Regions from separate parts of the Mus musculus genome. Here all the other regions are linked to region 2. The links are chromatin contacts, called in public HiChIP or PLAC-seq and promoter capture Hi-C maps. All regions are on one chromosome and are shown on one strand. Each heading gives the region's core, a stretch centred on a gene start, on an enhancer-like site or on the middle of the called end of the contact. The rest is flanking DNA. Distances are from core to core; before and after follow the strand shown.

What was found. Promoter capture Hi-C pulls out the DNA fragments that hold promoters and counts their contacts. HiChIP or PLAC-seq counts read pairs in DNA pulled down with a chosen protein or histone mark.
Region 1: a contact with region 2 is called in an H3K4me3 HiChIP or PLAC-seq map of forebrain, with 6 times the contacts expected there. The contact joins the promoter of Bloc1s5 here to the enhancer-like site in region 2. A contact is called at or near these places in 2 of 39 promoter capture datasets (embryonic stem cells and hippocampal neurons), 2 of 115 datasets of contacts at active chromatin or transcription factors (astrocytes and forebrain) and 1 of 9 other capture datasets (liver).
Region 3: a promoter capture Hi-C map of pre-B cells shows a contact between it and region 2, with 2.8 times the contacts expected there. The contact joins the promoter of Txndc5 here to the enhancer-like site in region 2. A contact is called at or near these places in 6 of 39 promoter capture datasets (the 3T3-L1 cell line, cranial neural crest, hippocampal neurons and 2 more), 1 of 115 datasets of contacts at active chromatin or transcription factors (large pre-B cells) and 1 of 9 other capture datasets (liver).

The regions. Positions count from the first base shown.
Region 1 is chr13:38,633,257-38,637,249 of GRCm38.p6, reverse strand. It overlaps Bloc1s5 (biogenesis of lysosomal organelles complex-1, subunit 5, muted), which reads left to right and starts at 2,158. Exons shown (of 5, transcript NM_139063.3): 1 at 2,158-2,314. The coding sequence starts at 2,209.
Region 2 is chr13:37,451,160-37,455,017 of GRCm38.p6, reverse strand. No RefSeq gene overlaps it. Among named protein-coding and RNA genes, the nearest start is that of Gm4035, 18 kb to the right of the region's middle. Within about 2 kb of position 2,452, at least 268 of the 459 cell types and tissues checked have an H3K27ac peak or open chromatin away from gene starts, as enhancers often do. A contact at or near this core is called in embryonic stem cells, forebrain, hippocampal neurons and 2 more, where this site is marked.
Region 3 is chr13:38,526,518-38,530,590 of GRCm38.p6, reverse strand. It overlaps Txndc5 (thioredoxin domain containing 5), which reads left to right and starts at 2,107. Exons shown (of 10, transcript NM_145367.4): 1 at 2,107-2,403. The coding sequence starts at 2,183. It overlaps Gm31834 (a long non-coding RNA gene), which reads right to left and starts at 2,688. Exons shown (of 2, transcript XR_382215.4): 1 at 629-2,688; 2 at 1-284.

The DNA of each region.
Region 1 (3,993 bases), core at 909-3,408, 1.2 Mb before region 2:
GTGTTCCACTGGTCAAAGGTCAAGTCACAAGGCCAGCCCAAATTCAAGGTGAAGAGAAACAAATCCGTCTCCTAACAGGAGGTGCTGATAATCTCACATGTGGGAATTAAGAACACTACCAAATATGTTGATCAAAATTTGAGGCTAGTTTTATTATAATACTGGCCAGGATAATGGACACTGGGCCGGTCCATACCAGGGATGCCTAGAGAATGTTAGTGAATTACCTTAGTCAGAGGCTTATAAAAGCAAAACCCACAGGGCTGTGTACGGTTAGGAGCAAACATCTATTCTGACGGACTTACTGTCTATACACCTCCCACCTATGTGTGATCAAGCATAGCCTGTGCAGTTTGGGTAATTAGGCTTGTTGGAAGAAGCAAAACGTGATTTGTTATCTTACATGGATAACAGCCCCAAGGATTCCAGGAAGTTATTTCTGGAAGTTATTCCTTGGGCAAGGGAGGCTTACAGGCCTTTTTGTTTTATAATTCTAATGTTTTAAGCACAGTAATTTAAACTTAAAACATGACATTAATCCTCACAATCCATCATGTGGCATGTCTCTACTGAGAAGGCAGGAACTGCTGTGGCCCTTCTGACCTTAGGTCTCTTCATCTGAAAATGGAGATTTTCCTAAGTCAGCCCTTGTTCGAGTCTGTGTTCGCAGATTCAGTCATAGAAAGTATTTTTTAAATGTCACATTGTTGATGACAGGTATCATAAGTCAGCCGTAACTGCAAATCGGTACTGAGTACTGGCCTTGTCTTCTTGTTGCTATTCCAGAAGTAACAATGTATTGGTGAGAACAGGAAGTAGAAACTGGTGAAATAGAGCAGGAATTCCCAAGCCGTGCTTCCAAGAATGTCCTTGCCGGAGGGCAGGAATGCTGGGATCCAGAGAGCTCAGGTTCCGGCTTCTTTGCCTTCGCTGACGCTTTATTGGAAACTATCTGAAGACCCAATTCTATTTCCAAAGTGTTAATTATGGCAACTAGAATTTCTTTATCACAACACAGAGTTGGCAAATTTCAGAGGTGAAATCCAGAATCAACATTTAAAAAAAAAAACAAACAGCCACATTAATGTAAGAAAAGCATTCAATTTCACATATTGTAGTGAGTCTTCATGGTGCACAGTCATAAAGGAAATTATGCAAAGGGAAAGAAATTTTTTTCTACAATGCAGAAAAATGAATATGAAATTTCTTGGAAGTGAGGAGAATAACAAATGTCTTTGAAAACTATGATTTCTACATATTGATTAAAAAGCTAGGAAATTAAATTTTTTATTTGTCCTCCTTTGGGGGTTTACCATTTCTTCTGCGATAATCCCCCAATTCCTGCTTCACCTAGTTATTCTCTCCATGTCTCACTTCAAGACTGGAGACAAACACTGGTCTTTTCTGGGAAGTCTTTCCTGATCCCCTCAACAGCTAGTATCCACAGGTATGGAACGATTCCTCTTCCTGCCGTTTATGTCGCTTTACGTTCCTCCTTCAGACTGGACTAAGACCCTTTAGGATGACATTGTTCATTGTTCAGAAGAGAGTAGCGGAGGAAGCGGTCACAGCTGAGTCCTAAGGAAGAACCCCTGGATGATGAGGAGGTAAAAACCACTGGGAGGCCGTGCATTGCTCTCTTTGAAGCATGACAATTTGTTGAGAAAATGAACATTATGGAATATATCAAATGTCAGCACTTATTAGTCTAATTTAGGGAGACCATCTCAAACACCCAACCAAGCAACAACAAAAAACCTAAACAAAACAAAAACGAGTTTCTTAACCTCTAACCGTGTTGCTTTATTTGTTAAAAAAATTATGATCTGTCTCCTCAGGTTGCTATGATGACCCTAAGGTGACAATACATGTCAAAATGCTTTATAAAATAGTGGTGGCCAGTAACAATGTAGAAACTATGTATATACTACTACTGTTATTCTTCTGCTCGCCGCGCCTTGCTCCAACCATAGTGAGTTTAGTTCCTACCGGCGTAGGATGGGATAACCGAGAAACAAGTAATTTTCAAACACCTCCCATACGCAGATCATCTGCCCTCATCCAGCATGGCCGCATCGGCTACACTCCCGGCGCCTTCCCCGAACCCAACGACTCCGACGCCCTGTGATGACGTAACACCAGAGCGTCTCTCTCCCTAAAGGTCCGTGCCTGCGCCGTGGACGCCGCGGGTGGGCGGAACTGGTCGGGATGAGTGGCGGAGGCACCGAGACCCCTGTAGCGTGCGACGCCGCCCAGGGCGGCAAGAAGCGGGACTCACTGGGGACTCCGGGTGCGGCGCACCTCATTATCAAGGGTACGGAGTGGAGGGCGTGGTCCTCCGTGCGGGGTGGGGGCAGCGTGCTGGGGACCGCCCCTCCTGGTGCTCCCCGGCTCCCCTGTAGCCCTCAGCTGCCTGGCCCGCCTCGAGACGAAAGGTCCCAGCTCGCAGGACCCAGTTACGTGCAATGGGCGAAGGGCGCACAAGCGGAGAATGGGAACTAGTTGGAGCCCCACACGTAGTAGGGTGACTTCGGTCCTTCACCCTCTCGTCCTCTGTCCTCTGCGCCTTGGGGGTCATGCCAGGAAGAACACTTGGGAAAACGTCCTGAAACACAGCGCTCAGTACCATACAGTGTACCGGTCTGAGCTGTCCCCTTTCAGCCTTAGTAGATTTCGACCTAAATTATTACAATAACAACTAGCTTTAATTCCTAAACCTCAGAAGTCCCCGTTAACCGCGAAGAAGCCTCCAATTGCAGTTTCCACTGCTTCCCTCAACTCCCTGCTCAACCCGCCTATTCCACCAACTTTGGGCTACAGTCCTACACTGCCTGGAGAGTGGTGGCTTACCATCTGTGCGGTTCCCATTTTACTCTTACCAGATCTGTGGGCGGCCCCAGCTGAGCTGGCTGCGACTGTTTAAACTGTGTTTCACATTGTTTCTTAGGTTTAATTTGGGATCCAGTAGTATTGTGTGTGTGTGTTAAGACTAAGTTAGAATTCTTTCTCTGTGCAATCTCAGTGAAGATTAGTCGTTGTATGGCTGTTGTTGGGCCACCATGACTCCATCCGCAAATGTTTTTCATCTTGCAAAACTTTGTATGCATTAAACCATAACTCCTCATGCCACTGTGAATTTGACTGGTCCAGTGCCTCTGAGGACTTGGACAGCTCCACTCTCGGAAATAAGGCTGTTTTGAATATGAATATATAGACATCCTTCGGAGGTCCTGTGTTCAGTTCTTGGGACTGTATCTCCAGTAGTGGATTTTTGGGTCATTTGATTATTCTTTAAACTTTTTGAGGAGTTGGCATGTTCTGTATTTGCTATACCATTTTCTAGTCACCTGTCATCACCAACTCTTGTCTTTGGTACTAGTTATTCTAATGCGTGTGAGATGACACTCCCTGTTGTGATTTTCATTTCCTCTAATATTTGGTTAATGTGCTTAACTGACTACCCATTTTTTAGGTAGTCATCTAATATCCATTTAAGTCCTTTGCTCGTGTAAGTAGATTCTGTTATTGAGTTATAGTTCTTGATATATTCTTGAAAGGCAACTTTGCTGGCCGCTATACCATTAATGCTGATACACACGCGCACACACACACACACACACACACACACACACACACATACACACACACACACACACACACATCTGTCTCCTCAGTACCCATAGCAGGTGTTTGCAGGCATTTTTCTCACTTGCCTGGTTGCCTATCATTCTGTTGATTGTGTCTTTGAGGCGGAAGTTTTAAATTTTGAAGCAGTACTGTTTTTACTCCCCCAGTACTGGAAGCCAAGCCAAGGCCTCCCACATGCTAGACAAATACCATACTACTAGAGACTACATTACCAACTCCCTTTTCTGTTTTTTATTTTGAGACTGGTTCTCACTTTCACACTCAGGACCCACACACACAGCCTTCCCTTTATTAGGTACTAAGAGAGTTGTAGTTCTGTTTGGTCTCATCTTGTAGTCCCGTGGC
Region 2 (3,858 bases), core at 1,203-3,702:
CCAACAATTATTTATCATTTGGGTTTTTTTTTTAATCTCACCCCCAACTGTGCAAAAGAATCAGGCTGGAGATTTTAAAAGAAACAGAAAAATCAAACAAATGGCCCACACCTGCCTGGTTCAAGGGTCTTGGGTAGGACCTGGGCATTTGCTCTTTTTAGATCCCTGGATATTCTAATGTACAGTCACTTGGGAAGCCATGGTTAAAGGAGAATCAATGTCCTGTTACAGGTTGTAGGACATCCTTGGCTGTGACAGTAAAGGTCACGTTCTTGTGTGCTGATGCAGTTGCCTTGTTGAGGCATGGCTCTAGCTGTGACATCACTCCCTGAAAGATGGTCCTGTGAGCCCCAATTCCTGGAATTTCGGATTTTGTGTTATCCTCTCCCCTTAAGCCTGGGCTGCGCCTAATGACTCAGACCTAACCAGGAGCGTGTGTCAGAGTTGATGGGAGGGTACTTCCAAGCTTTTATGTCCTGTTTCTTTTGCTTGGCTTCTGGGTCCCTTCCCCAGCCCTTGCAGCATTCTTGCTCTAAGGGACAATGGCTAACAGTGATGGATGGCTCAGTGACAGGGAAGTGAGGTAGTGATGTCCTAAAGCCTGCTGACTTCCCGGTGAGTGAGCTGGAATTCACACGAGCTGCCCTCTGGTACAGCCCTGCATGACTAAGGCCCCAAACCTATGCAGACTGCAACCTCTGTCAGAGGTCTCCAGCTAAACCACACCTAGATTCCTGGCTCATAGGAGCCAGAAGATAGAGAAATGCTGTTAATTTTGAAGCATTCAGTTTTGGGGTTTGTTATAGTTTAAGCCTGTAATATCCCCCGCCATGCCCACTCCCCCCACCTCCGGGCTCCTATGTTGAACACTTGGCCCACAGCTGTTGGAGGAATCTTTAGAACCTTTGAAAACTACAATCCAGCTGGAGGACGGGGCAGGGGGGACCGGCCTGGAGCATTGCAGCTCAGTCCTGTCTTAGGCCTGTCCACCTCTGTACCTCATCCAAGATTATCTGCTACCTTGAGTCTCTGCCATGCCTTCCTGTGGAGATGGACTGTCCTCTGAAGATGGGCCAAAATAAACCTCCCCTCCTTTAAGGTGTGTCTTTAAGGTCGGATACTTTGTCACAGCCACAAGAAAAGTAACTAAAGTCACAGCAAAAATAACTTTATAATTCTTAAGAAAAAAACAAAAACAGAAACAAAAAACCAAAACAAAACCCTAGCTTCTTAAAATGAAGCACCTTCCTCTTGGAAAGGACAGACTAAATGTTGAGTTTAAGCTGTGGTAAGGTCTGAGAGAATGTTCTTGGGGATGGCTGCTATAGAGGCAGTGCCCAAGTTGTTGGGGGGTGGGGGGTGGGGAGAAGAAAGGGCAGATAATCAAGAAATAGCACCTTGTTGGCGAGGCCATTGCTTCTCTAAAGTGGATTTGTATAGAGAGGTCCCAGGAGAACCTCGTTAAGATGTTGATAATTTCAAACAGAAGCCTGTCGGGGCAGTGGTGGGGGCGTGGCGTATTCTGCAAGCTCCTAGTTGGTGTTACCGTTGTTCCTGTGAGGACCACGTGTAAGAGGCTAAGGCGTTAAACTGTATTTTTTGTCTCTTTCTGTGCGTGTTCCCCTTTAAATGTCTGCAGGAACACTGAGGGCGAGGCCTCCCAAGGGCATCAGCTGCCTTTGGGGAGTTTAGGAAGTGGAGCAGCGCCCTCTTGAGGCCATAAGGCAGAGGTGCTGGGAAGGAGGTCCACCAAAGGTCTGCGGAATCAAGCCAGGTAGCCATTTCCTAAGCCAAAGGATCGTCTCAGCTCGTTTTCTTAAACGGGCCTCATCATAGAAAGACATGAATCTTGGGAAACAGCTTCAGAAAAATCTTTGCGAGCTTTTGATGCTGCCTGGTGGTGGTGGTGACTTTTTTCTCCATTTCTTACAAATCAGTAGAATGTGTTTATTGCCATATAAATCTAATTTCCCCCTACACTAAATTTCTACCTTAGCAAGATGCAATTGATCTAAGCAGTGTGCTCATGGGGGTATGCCCTCCCTCGCTTGATGGGGACTACCTGCCTATCCCATCCCCCAAGTCCGAGATTCCATCTCCTCCCCACTTCTCCATCTCTCCTGGCTCCTCTGTCTTGACTTTGCCCATAGCCTAGCAGAACTCTCTTGCCTTTGGTCTCTGCTATGGGTGGTCCAAGGTCAAGCATGGTGAATGCAACATTCCAGACTTCCAAACACAACACTCTGGAGAGACCGTTCTCTTTCATAGACCTGTCTGTCCTCCTTTGGTTCAGTTCCATCTTCCTGGCTAGACACCATCCCTCACTGGACTCCCTCGCCGCCCGTGCTAGAGACCATGTTTTCTGCCTTCTGACTCAGTTCCACCCCCCTGGCCAGGCCACACCCTATTTGCTAGGCTCTGCTGCCTTAGCTAGATCACTCCCTTCCGGATATACCTCGCCTTCCAGGGCAGACCTGGTTAGACTCCTCCCTCCTGGATAGATACACAGGCACACAGTTAACCCCCACCTCTGGTTTTCTTCCCTACAGCTTCCTGGTGGAGGAGTTTGGCGGAGGCAGGGATTCAAAGCGATCCCTCAGGGTCGCGCTTCCCAGTTGTTTATGGGTCTCCTGAGAGCAACGGTTCTCACACTGGCCAGTTTCTCTAAAGAGGCAAGTGTTCTCCGAGCCCAACCTGATGACATAGATTTCGGGCCACCCCAGTTCTGCAGAATGCACGTCTCGAGGGAGAAGTCTGGAAATCTGCACTGCCACACTGTTCGCCACTCCGTTTACAGGCAGGCTTGAGAAGTGCAGCTGTGGCTAGCCTAGGACCCAGCCCAGACCCCCGTGGCCATTAGGGACGCCTCCAGTCCAGTCTCCCATCGGCACCCAGCTAACTGCTGCCTCTTTTCTCACTTAGAAGATTGAGGCCATCTGTTGCGAGCTTCCTGCATTTCCTGCCCCCATCCTTGACATTCTCCACATTTCCCAGTTTGCCTCCTTCTCCTTTCTTAGAAAATAAACATCTTCCCATGGCTGGATTTCTACCCTCCTTGACCATCTCCTCTGAAACGATGACCCCCCCTCCCCCTTTGATTCTTTCTCTGTACATTTTGGTCTTTTTCTCACCAATGGATTTTTCTTTTTCTCTTTTTTTCAATTAAAAAAAATTGCCTTATGTCTTTTTCTAAATCACAAAACATCTCTCAGTAAGTTGGCTTCTCCCTCAAGCTGCCAGCTCTCCTCCCACTTCCTTCATGAGAGCATCTCATCTCTGCATGGGTCTCAGCCTAGCACTTCCCCTTTCTGATCTCACAGGGTGCCGGGTCAATGCTGTGCAAAACCCCTGCCAAGAGCCTGATTCAGTGCCCTGAGCCACTAAGCTAGAAATCGGACTTGCAATGCTGAAGACTAGATTCCAGGTTTGTCCTCAGACTGGTTACCTCATGAGTTTTGCTTTCTCAGACATTGCTGCTCAGATCCAAGGCCACATCCTTAGAACCTCCTTACAAGCACACGGCACTTAACCACCATCTGTGTATCTGTCAGCTTTCCATTACCATCACAGAGCACCCGAGCTGATGAATTTATAACAAGCAAAAGGTTACGTTGGTCCATGATTTCAGTCCATCGTCACTTGGTTTTGCTGAACTTGAGCATGTGGCTGATGAAGCTGCCGGTCTCCTAGTGACCAGGAAGCAAAAACCAAACCAAACCAAACCAAACCAGCAACCACCTAAAATCTAATAACCTCATGCAACAGCTTAACTGCCTATCAGGATCCACCTCTTAAAGATTTCACCACTTTCAATTATTAACTCAAGCTGGAGACCAAGCTTCCAATACAGCAGCCTTT
Region 3 (4,073 bases), core at 858-3,357, 1.1 Mb before region 2:
CCCACAGAGGTTTACATTCAAGACCCAAACCCTAGCACCTTTATCCAGATATTAGAAACAGTAAACATTCTAGATTCCCTTGTATAAAGGGGTTCCTGATGGAAATGTCAAAATCACCAAAGTCACCAGGAATGATGACAGGAAAGGGTTGTTGGGAATTCTGTCATCTGGAAGGCACCACAGTCTTCAGTGAAATAGGAGAGTGTCCTGGGAGGATGGCAAAAACTGCAAGGGCAGATGATGGTGGGATGCTCAGTAGATCCAATATGTCGGGAGCTGAAGGTCTGTGGATAGAAGGGAACACATTGGTAAAGGGTGCTATCTGCCTTTCGTCTCAACTGCACGAGACGCAAGAGTGAAACATCAACCAACAGCCAGCGTTCGAGAGGGCTCCAAGAGCTATGGTCTGTGCTAGTGGTTCTCAACCTTCCTCATGCTGTGACGCTCTAATGCAGGGCCTCATGTTGTGGTGACCCCAACCATAAAACTATTCATTGCTACTTCAAATCTAGGATTTTGCTACTGTTACAAGTCATAATGTTAATAGCTGATATTTGACCCCCAAAGGGATCTGGAACCACACAGCTTTGGGCAGGTGAAAAAGGAGTTGATATTATAAACATAGTACCTTCTGTTGCGATGTCTTAGCAATGAAGTGAGAGAAGTATTGAGGAGCATAAAGCTTTGACCTTGACAGTACAGATGACATGGCAAGAGTTCTTGGATTTCTGGTCACCAGCAAGCCTCACAGGACACGAGGCATGGCAGAGCACATCACAGGAGGCCTTCAAGGACAGCATCAGGGATTTCTATTTTAGTCTGTATGCCAAGGCTACTGGGCAGAGTTGGTGTGCTGGTTCAAGTTGGAGCAACAAATTGCCATAGTCAAAATCACGTGGGCAAAGGATGCTCATAGAACTTCTCCTGCGATGGGCAAGTTTAGGTCTGTTCAGGTTAGGAAAGCCGGAAGAAGCGTTTGGCTGAACTGTGCTTACTCAGAATGTGAGGGCACAAAGGGAGAGAGGGGGCAAGCAAGAGATGCTGCAGTTTGGTGTTTGGAAAACCATGGTTAAACATTTACAGGTGGACGAACCTAACATGAGAATAGTTACAGATGATGTGAGTTTCCCTGCCCCTCCCTTTACCACCACCCCCAACTGTTGCTAACCCAGGCTTTTGGTTTAGGGAGGCTGAGGCTAATAAAGATCAGGTGATTTTCAGAAGTGTTGCTCAGAAGTCCAATACAAGATGGCCATGTACTCTTCTTACTATGCCCGTTGCTTTTTCCCAATAAAAGATCACCATATATATGTCTTATGATGCCAGCTTCCTTTTCATCGGTACAGAGCATAGCTCTAGGACCTCTCTCAAGTGTCTAGTGGTTGTTTCGTTCTCCCTAACTTAGCTCCAGGTTTTCAAGGCAGGGCAGGGAGCTTAGATTGCCACCCGACTTAAAGTTCAAGAGTTGGCGTGGGTCCATGCGCCCCAGCCCAGGCGTTAGCTCTCACCCAGAACAGCTGTTGCCATTCATTTTCCTATCCAGGGTGAGTTAGGGCACACAGGGCACTAGCCAGGGCCTGAAGGAAGGGCCACTTTGACTGCCTTTCCTTTTCAAAGTGAAGGCAGGGCAGGATAACAGAGGAGGTGCTCTTGGGAAGTGGTTTCATCACACCCCCTGAGGCCAGGCCCTCAAATCACAGTTGAGCTTTGGCTAAGAATCTGACTTATGCAAGAGCAAACCCCACACACGTTTGCCTGATTTCCTCCTTTCTGCTGACAGCAGCTCAGCTTGGTCCTAAACTCTCGGGTCTCTTGGTGTCTGATTAGTTATCAACAGAAGCTGCCACTGTTCCATAGCTTGGCAGCTTGGCCTCTTCGTCCCTAGCAGGGAAAGGCTGATGAGGAGCTTGGGAAGGAGAATGAGCTCAGCGGGATGGAAGGGAACCGGACTGAGATAGCGCTGGAGGTGCTGCACAAGGACCCCAGGACCTAAGCGACCTCTTCCTGGTGGCTTTCAGCAGAAGACAGCAAGTTGCTAGGTGAGCCGGCGGGACAGGGGGCGTGGCTCTGCGAGCGGGGGCGTGATTGAGGCGTGGCTCTGCGGTCGTGGGAGGAGCCGGGGCGGGAGCGGCGCCGCGGAGGGGACCCGCGGCACGAGCGAGAGCTCGCCAGCCCCGCCACGATGCCCCCGCGCCCAGGACGCCTCCTCCAGCCGCTGGCCGGGCTGCCGGCCCTGGCCACGCTCCTGCTGCTGCTCGGGGCGCGCAAAGGCGCCCGGGCCCAGGAGGTGGAAGCGGACAGCGGGGTCGAGCAGGACCCGCACGCCAAGCACCTGTATACGGCCGACATGTTCACGCACGGGATCCAGAGCGCCGCGCACTTCGTCATGTTCTTCGCGCCCTGGTAACTGCAGCTCCAGCAGGCCGGCGGAGCCCGATCTGGGACCGGGGACCAGGGACCTGGAGCCGGGGACCGGGGAGAGGGCGCGAGGCCGCGCAGGCTGCGCCGGGGGCGTGGGCCGCGCTCGGGCCTCGCCGCTGACGTGGCGCTAGCCGCCGGCCTGCGAGCTAGGAAGGGCGGGCCCCGAGGGGAGACCCGGAAAAGCCTCTCCACCCCGCCACACTGCTGGAGTCCAGGCATCCCCCGCTTCTGTCCCCTGCCCAGCTCCCCAAACTTCCTGTGCTGGCCGGACGCGGCGGGAGCCCGGCGTCCACGTGCCCTATCCTGAAGGGTTCTTCCTGCTGGCCCATCAATATTGGGTTGGATTGGAAATCTAAGGCCCCCTCAAGATGTGATTGCCCACTTTGTGTGTCGAGGGTAGGAAAAGATAGCCTAGGTCGGGAACTGAGACTTCCCCGGCCCCTGGAGTCCAGCGAGGTGCCAGTTTTGGAGTCTCCGCTGCACGCTGGAGTGGATGTGAGCTGTATTCTCAAGGCCTTTAACTCTTTCACCTCCTGTTCTCATTTGGGGCCCGGTCATTTGGAAAGTGTGAGGTCGAACTGTTCTTCCTAAAAGTCATAACTTCAGGCTTCCATTCTTCGGTTGGGGCTTCCTGGTGCACCTCACTACCCCAAGAATTAGTCTAGACATAGCAGTGCTTTGCTACTGGGGCCTAGATGCTCAGAGAAAGAAGTTCTCCGGTCCACAGCAGAAAGCGGTATTTAGAGCACAGGCTCTTGAGATGTGGGATGTTCTGGCTGTGTTTATTGCTGAGCAAAGTACTCTTCCTCTAGCTCAGTAGGGACTCATTAAGGACAGGGGGTTAAGCAGTTAAGAAAAATGTGCCTGTGGAATCCAATGTAGTCAGTGATTGTATTTTTCTAAAGTGGGAGAAACTTTGCCCATAACCCTAGAGCGGGCTATTACTGCATTTCAATTCGTTTAGTGTTAAATTAACTTTGTGGGGGAGGGGATCATTTTGGCTCACAGCCATTATCAGTTAAGAATGCAGGAATGGGATACACTGTTTTACATTCCCAAGAACAGCCACTTGAGTCTGTAGAACTACCATTGAAAGAAAAAGACTGGGAGTCTGCCACAGTCAGTCGCGTTAATAGTTACTCTGTGCACAAGTCGTCTCAAAGTAGTGATTCCAGTTAAGTACACCACAGGACTTAATTGGAGTTGATTTCGGTGGAATAAATCTAAGGGTTTTTAGTTTTATGAGAAAAGTTGACATGCAGGCAGGGTTAGGTTCTCTGGAGTGCTGATGGAGTTTTAAGTTTAGAATATATGCAATGAATAACCAGCTAGTCTTGGCCAGTTGGGGTATACACCACAGATTCTTTTTTTTTTTTTTAACTCTATGGCTTACAGACGTTTAGGTCGAGGCTGCTCTCTAGGATAAGCCTTCAATTGTTTGCTTCTTGCTATTCTGATAAAAATATTAGAGAGATGTAGGAGCCCACCCATGGCCTTTGAAGGCTGGGTTTTTGATGTTTTAAGGGGAAGTTGAGGCAGGATCTCTCTGTGTAGCCAAGCTGACCTTGAACTCATGACTTTGTTGGTCTCAGCCTACAGAGTGCTAAGATTTCAAAATTTTAAGAACAACATGGTACTCAAGGTAGACTACG